Regions from separate parts of the Danio rerio genome. Here region 1 is linked to region 2. A link is a contact called in public HiCAR-type data. All regions are on one chromosome and are shown on one strand. The core of a region is the stretch at or near the end of the contact, and the rest is flanking DNA. Distances in the headings are between cores, read along the strand shown.

Region 1 (3,892 bases), core at 818-3,317, 99 kb before region 2:
CCGGAACCTGACCGGAATGGACTCATCCTAGGATATAAGGTCAGTGAGGAATTAAAATTAAACTAAAGGGTGTGATACAACAGACTGACATCATAGGACTGAAATAGTGGTGCTTTGCATCACATCTTGGCTAAAAGACCTAAGCACACTGCAAAGACTTCCCAACATTCTCCTTTTGTACATGTCATCAGATGGGGAAGCCCCACCTATTAGTGACGATTTCTCCCTAATTAGCATAGAATGATTGTCTTGTCTTTTAATCTGCCACTATGCTGACACATAGGCATTTGTAGCCTCGCCCTCTTTTGAAAAGACCACAGTCTCATTTGAATTTATAGTGTCAGTCACCAAAATGGCGCAAATTGGATCAAAGCCTAAAATGGGTGGTTTTAAAGAGTTATAAAACATAATGTTTGGTATATTTTGCGCTGAAATGTCACATACACACTCGTATTGTGAAAAGCGGCATAATGGGTTCCCTTTATGGAAAAAAAAAAGTATTTTTTTTCTGAAAACAATACGATATGTGTCGCTTGTCTGGAAAATGCTCCTTGATTTAAGAGTTTATGGATATTTGGACTTGAAACAAGACAAAAACTCTTAGAAAGAAAAGCATTTTTTTTTTTGTGGATATGCCACATATATTTAGAAATATTGCAAAAATGGCAGATTCAATGTGCTAAATTGGCTAAAACCCACTACCTGGATCTTACCAGTGAGCAATGCAAAAACAATGATCCAGTGTTGACCAATGACTAACAACAAACTTGTGTATCAATATCCTAAGCTACCTACAAACATTCTGACCTACATTTTAATTACTTCAATGAACACAAAATCAAATTTGCATTTTTGCATACAATTAAAGTTTCTTTGTACTTCATTTACTAGAAATTCTATACTTCTACTTTCAGGTGGCATACAAGGAGAAGGATTCAGACTCTCCTCTTCAGTTCTGGACTGTTGAAGGAAACGCCAGTCATAGTGTTCAACTGACCGGACTGGGGAAGTATGTTCTATATGAGATCCAGGTTTTAGCCTTTACCCGCATTGGAGACGGTCGACCCAGCACTCCTTCAATCCTGGAGCGAACCCTTGATGACGGTGGGCATGATAATGCACCATTAATAAATAGTTTCTTTATCATATACTCAGATGTGTCTTTGATATTGTATGATTTTTTCCGTTTTAGTTCCTGGGCCGCCTGTTGTCATTCTGTTTCCTGAAGTTCGGACCACCTCAGTCAGACTCATCTGGCAGCCACCTTCCCAACCCAATGGCATCATACTCGGTAAGAGGTTGTTTGCTTGTTTGTTGTGTGTCTGCATGTTTGATTGTGCATGCATTTTTGCTTTCTGATGTTTATACTTGCATGCTTGTTTTCTAAATGACCTCTTTTACCATCATGCAAACAGAAAGAGTTACATTATTTTCAGTATTATGGTTAATGAAATTTAGTGCAAATAAAAACAATCACACAATGTCATGTAAATTATATTTTTGTTTTATTATTTTTGAAAGAAATGCAAACTAAGGCTGCATTTAAGTAGTTCTGTTTTTGTATATTTTAAGACTCAGTTTCAGTTGTTAATCTAGTCCTTAAAGTCTCATAATAAAACAAACAAACAAAAAAATTGTATAGGCTAATTTGGTGCTGAAGATGTGTTTCTCATTATTATTAATGTCACCAAAGCTTAAAACAACAGCATTTAATTACAATAGAAATATTTTGTTTCCTTGTGAATATCTTTACTGCCACTTTGAAATTAAAGTCTATTAAAAGAATAATAAAATCTGACCTCAAGCTAAAAACACATAATTGCTTCCATTCTTGAACAGTCCATTGTAAACAGAATCCCGTTTGTTTTGCTTTTGTTCATTAGAATGTGTTTCCTCTAATCAATGTGTTGCATGTCCCTGATGGCACGCAAGGAAAAGCACATATTGTCCTGTGCTGATGTCTATGATGTCATAATTTCCCTCTCCAGCCTATCAGATCACATACCGGCTGAACTCCACCAATAGCAACACGGCCACGTTTGACGTGTTGAACTCCAGCGCACGGCAGTATACTGTCACTGGACTGAGGCCGGAATCGGTGTATGTGTTTCGTATCAGAGCGCAGACACGCAAGGGATGGGGAGAGGCGGCGGAAGCCTTAGTCGTCACTACCGAGAAGAGAGGTAATCTACATTATTATCACACATCAACAATGGGGAAAAACAAACTCAAACTGAGCTTTACATCAGTGTGTCTGGTGTGATTAAGATAAATAAATAACTTAAAGTCAGATTTTGACTTTTTATAGATCTATTTTTGCACAATTCAGCAGTGGAATCAGTGGGGGGGCATAGTAGCTGGAGGTGGATTCACCCTGCTTTGACTGAACTCTTGGAATTTCTAGTTTATATGATCCTAATGATCTGAGTGATCTGTTAGGTTTGTATTCAGTGAGCATCTCTGTAATGTATTGAGTTCCTAGACCATTTAGTGATTTATAGACAAGTAATAAGCATGAAGACGTTTCTCTAAGTCTTCACTGGAGACAAAGATCTAATTTTTGCAATGTTTTTGAGATGATAGTACGCTGATTTACTTACTGCTTTGACATGACTACTGAAACTGAAACTGAAACTCAGATCTGACTCCAGAATCACACCAAGATTCTTGACCCTATTTATTGTTGTTTGACCATTAGAGCCAAGGCATGCATTCACCTTGAGAACCACACGTCAGTTCCCAAATGCAATGACTTCAGTTTTCTCTTTGTTTTACTGTTCATTTCTAACAGTAATTCAGTATTATAAAGTTAAAGTAATAATTATACGTTAATTATTTAGTAGTAAAGTCAAATATTTGATAAAAAATTACAAATAAAATTTTAATTAAATATTTTAAATCAAAGCTCTCAAAAACGTTAAGAAATAGTAAAAAAATGTATACAGTACTGTGCAAAATTTCTTTTTTTTTACTGTTTCAAAACTTCAAAAGACTTCTTTTAACACTTTTCAGAGTTCTTCTTGAGGTTTAGAGTGCCACAGCTTTTTTCTGTCCAGATGATCTCATACAGTCTCTATAAAATTCAGGTCTGGACCCGATAGAGCCCATTTCATGACTGTCTGTGTTTCATTAGCTGTTTTCTATCTTCGAATAGGATTTTATTGCAATTAGCGGATAATTATCATGCTAAAAATGAAAGTTATTACAACAGAAGTCTTTTCCAGAAGGAATGGCATAATTAATTAACACATTTCTGTACTTTTTACATTCACATTTCCATCAATTCAGACAATATTTCTAACACTGGTAAAAAATGCAGCTCAGTCCAGGACAAAGAGCCTCTCTCCAACATTGCTTTCACATATCTTAAACAATTAAACCAAAATAGTTCCAACTCTAACCTTACTCCTATCCCAGGGGAGTCCAAACTCGGTCCTGGAGGGCCGGTGTCCTGGAGAGTTTAGCTCCAATCCTAATCAAACACACCTGAACAAGCTAATCAAGCTCTGACAAGATATACTAGAAACTTCCTGGCAGGTGTGTTGAAGCAAGTTAGAGCTAACTCAGCAGGACACCAGCCCTCCAGGACTGATTTTGGGCACCCCTGTCCTATCCTAACAAACCATACATGTATACCCTGTATAAATCTTTAAAAACATCTACACTTTTAAATTACTAGTTTAATGGGCCACATATATCCATTATACCATCAGTAAAAAAAACTGATTTAATGTTGGGCTAAAACATTTCCACAGTACTGTATGTATAATAATATAATATAATATAATATAATATAATATAATATAATATAATATAATATAATATAATATTATATTATATAATATACATTTATTTCAGGCTATGTGTATGTCAATGATATGTTGATCAATTG
Region 2 (4,191 bases), core at 298-2,797:
ACCCTCTGCCATCCAACTCCCCACCATCTACCCCCCCCACCTTCATTTTCGTCTGCAACAACTCCCAAACCCACCCTCGCTACCTACTTACGTGCTTGACACCTCTCCATTCACCTCTACATTCACAATTCACAAATTAAGCACTGAGTAAGAGGCTCTATAAAGTATATATATTTTCTCTCATTTCAGATGTAGGTTTATTAATCCTCACCATGCCAAAACAAAGGAATGCATGTGGATCTAATAACCTTACAAAATAATATTGCATTGCTTGTTGCATGTTTCACATTATTTCAAAGCAAAATGTTAGTTGTCTTGTGATAGTGTTTAACATGACTTTGGCAATGTTTATGTTATTTGTTGTATATATTACCAAAGTTTAGAAATTAAATGTCCAATGAATGTTGCTGAAAGGTTAATGCTGTCAACTTGTAAAATTTAAAATGTACATATAAACTACCCTAAATGTGAGGTGAAAACTTGCATCACTGTACCAGGTGATCTACTGAGCAAGTTTACCATGTCAGAAAAGCTATACATTTGATAGATATGTTATTCAAATTTTATAATTTGTTTACAATTCATGCAAAATGGTAAGTTTTCAAAATCTAGTGGACATTTCACCTGGAAATGGGTATAAAGTAATGTGTACAGAAGGGATGCACTGATTTAGATATTTGGACAAATGCCAATATATTTGCCTTATTAAAGTATTTAAATATTATTACAATTACAAAATGCGAACAAATGTGTGATTATTTTAAAGTTCTAATGGTATAGTTCATCCAAAAAAGAAAATTTTCAATTACTTTTTCCATACTTGTTTGTGTTTCTTTTTTCTGTTGAACACAACAGAAATTTAGTTGAAAATTCTGGGAAAACAGCCAGATTTTTTTATCATGAATGTCAATGGCTGGCCTTTTACACCATTTTCGTAGAATATCTTGTTTTGTGTTCAACAGTAGAAATAGAATCATAAAAGTTTTGAACCTCTTGAGTGTGAGTAAATGATGAAGAAATTAAATTTTTGGGGCAAACTGTCCCTTTAATAGGTTTTTTTTATTTGGCTGATAGAGCGATAGCAGTAAAAAATATAAATATATATTTATTAAGCGATATGGCCGCCAATATATCATTTAACACTAAAATATAAGGTACATTTCTGTAGAAATGTAGGCAGTTGCATAATTCTTCCGAGTCTGTGCTGGATTAAACACTTAAAGGTGTGTTTGTGTGTGGCTTGTGAACACTCCCTGGTTAAAACGTTGTGTTTTCTACATTCTGGTGTGTAATCCTTGTGGTTAGTTTTAGCATGTTTGGCAGAGAAGTGCAAAGCAAAAAAAAACACACACACACACACACACACACACACACACACACACACACACACACACACACACACACACACACACACACACACACACACACACACACACACACACACACACACACACACACACACACACACACACACACACACACACACACACACAAAGTATATCTGTTTACCCCGCTGGCTGCTGAATGTCGACTTCTCTAACTCATCATATCCTGCCTAGACCAAGCCAAGAGAAAACTTTCACAAACTAGACTGGGAAGCTGATATTCTGCGCACTGTGCTTGAACTCAGAGTTGTTTTGTGTCTGTTTTTTTGTCCTTCAGCTTGATGATGGAGTTTTGATCTGCTAATGGTTCTACTGTTTCCTTGTAATAGTTTCCCAAAAAATGAATAAATCATTTATTCAGCCTCATGTCATTGCAAATTTGACTAAGTTTGCAATGCATTTTCATTTTGAACACAAAAGGTGTTTTATTTAATTAATACATGCATGCCATTTATTTTAGGGTATTTTTAATGTCGATTGAAGCTTTTGAGTTTTACAGTGTTTTTTTTTTAACCACTGTAAAACTCTAAAGCTCCAATCCTCATTCAGTTACATTAACATCATACTATATGGTTGATTCGTATGAATCACGGATCAGCCACGATCTGTTACATCCCCTAATGAGCAATACATATTGCATCACCAAAAATAATTTAGGTCTAGTCCATGTGTTGTGCGATAAGTCAATATATTGATTCTTTTCACAGGCCTAACTTTAATTAATTTCATTTTTTTTTCTCATTTTGTATTTGGTTCTGTTGGCTTAACAGGAGTTTGGTTATTTAATTATTTTAATTGCGTAATATTGTCCTCTTCAGAGTTCAAATTCTACTTTTATTCTGATTTCACTGCAATGAAAGACAAGTGGAGTCTTCAAAATGTCTGCTTTTCCACACACTTTACATTTCTAGCATTGTTAGCGTACATTGATGTTTTGGTTGCACTGTGTTCGTATCAAAACAAATACTCGAGCGTGTGGCTCTCTGTGTTGGTCTGAATGGATGTAAACACATTTACATTTATCGCCGATAGATTTATGAGTGTGTATAAGGAGTGTTCAGGTGTGTTTTCATGTACATTTTCATGTGTTTATTCCCTGCTTAAATCAGAGTCTATATGAAGCCTCGGGCCTTAACAGGAAAAACTGGTTGTAACTGTAGTTAATAATAACAACATCTAAAAACAGAACAGCTTTTTATGCTTTTAGCCAGATCACGGTTTCACTGAAAGTGAGGTATAGCCCACATATTCACAAGAAAATATTTTGAATATTGTTATTTTGGATTCATAGAGTTATTATTCTGAAAGTGAAATATGCATTTAATCTTCAATGGGGGGAAAAAACAGAAAACTGTGATTGTGTAATGCACTGTAAAAAAAAATCTAAGGTTCAACTTCCACACAATTCACTTATGTTACCCCAACACAAATTGATTGAGCTAAAATAATACATTTAAGTAGATTGAACAAAACAATTAAAATTCCCAATAAAAAAACTAATTTTAAATAGGTAGTTTGAACAAGCAGCAAACTTCTTTTTTGAGTGCAGTTTTGAAGATATTTTATATATCACATGAGAATAACACAATATTTACTCATTTAATTATTATTTTTACTTGCGCATTTGTTTAAAATGAACAAAGCTTCAATGCAGTTTAATCATTATCAAAAATATTATTATTATTATTATTATTATTATTGTTATTGTTATTGTTATTATCATTATATTGTTTTCTAATGTAGTTATGTTGATTTAATTATTTACACATGAATTTATTTGATAGATTTTGTTTTTAAATTTATATCTGCTATTGTTGTTGTTTTTATTATTATTGTTTTCTAATGTAATTATATTGATTTACTCAATTATTTACACATTTATGAATTTATTTAAAAAATCCATTTAATTAATTATAATTTGCTATTGTTGATGTTGCTGTTGTTGTTTTCTAATGTAATTAAATTGATTAACTTAATTTTTTACACATTTATTAATTATTAGATTTTTTTCATTTTAATCAATGTATATCTTATTGTTTTAATAATAATAATTATGATAATAATGATGATAATTATTATTATTATAGTTATTGTTGTTGTTATTATTTGTTGTTGTTGTTGTTTTTAATCTCTAGCATTCTTTTGTAGTCCAGTTTAAACACCCCTGACCTTTGAATAATATCATCATTTTTGGATGCTGTAAGATTATGACATAATTAAATACCATGTTTTTTTATTAGTGATTTATTTCTTCCTGGAAATTTCGAGATTATTGTTTTTTTTTTTACATCTATTTGTTTAGCGGATTCTTTGTATCTAAAACAAGTTTCAAATATGGATAAAAGAAGCACATACAGACAAAAACAAACATATTTTTGCATTTTTAATTATTTTAATGTACATTAACAACCACCCAGTGACATAAAATATATAAAATCTTAATAAATATGTGAGAAATCTAATTGTAATTTGTAACATATAAATAGTAAGTATTACACCTATTTGACAGCTGCATACAGAGAAATTCATCAAAGTGTAACTATTTGATGACAGATAACAGCTTCACTCAGAATGATAGAATGAATGAAGGATTTGTCAGGAATATCACACTGTGGTGTAATGCTCTGCCCTTATGTTTGTTAATACTACATATACCCACAAATCAGCCCTAAACAGGCAATAGCGTGCTGGTTGTTTATGGCTGATTTGACAATTTTGCTCCAGACAGACAGGAATCTTTAGTGTTTTGCGGTTTGACATCATTAACCCCTCTATCAGCTGAGATTTTTATTTTTTTAAGAGTCTT

What was found. HiCAR-type assays count read pairs that join an accessible place to other places.
Region 1: a HiCAR-type map of caudal fin shows a contact between it and region 2, with 5 times the contacts expected there. The contact joins two enhancer-like sites. A contact is called at or near these places in 1 of 18 Hi-C or Micro-C datasets (embryo) and 1 of 4 datasets of contacts at active chromatin or transcription factors (caudal fin).

What each region holds. Positions count from the first base shown.
Region 1 is chr12:39,475,551-39,479,442 of GRCz12tu, reverse strand. sdk2b (sidekick cell adhesion molecule 2b) reads left to right here. Exons shown (of 45, transcript XM_009306870.4): 26 at 1-39; 27 at 915-1,104; 28 at 1,193-1,291; 29 at 1,989-2,183. Among named protein-coding and RNA genes, the nearest start is that of cdc42ep4b, 71 kb to the right of the region's middle. Within about 2 kb of position 2,067, at least 9 of the 62 cell types and tissues checked have an H3K27ac peak or open chromatin away from gene starts, as enhancers often do. A contact at or near this core is called in caudal fin, where this site is marked.
Region 2 is chr12:39,375,892-39,380,082 of GRCz12tu, reverse strand. All of the region lies in intron 1 of cdc42ep4b (CDC42 effector protein (Rho GTPase binding) 4b), which reads left to right. Among named protein-coding and RNA genes, the nearest start is that of si:ch211-152f22.4, 22 kb to the right of the region's middle. Within about 2 kb of position 1,547, at least 10 of the 62 cell types and tissues checked have an H3K27ac peak or open chromatin away from gene starts, as enhancers often do. A contact at or near this core is called in caudal fin, where this site is marked.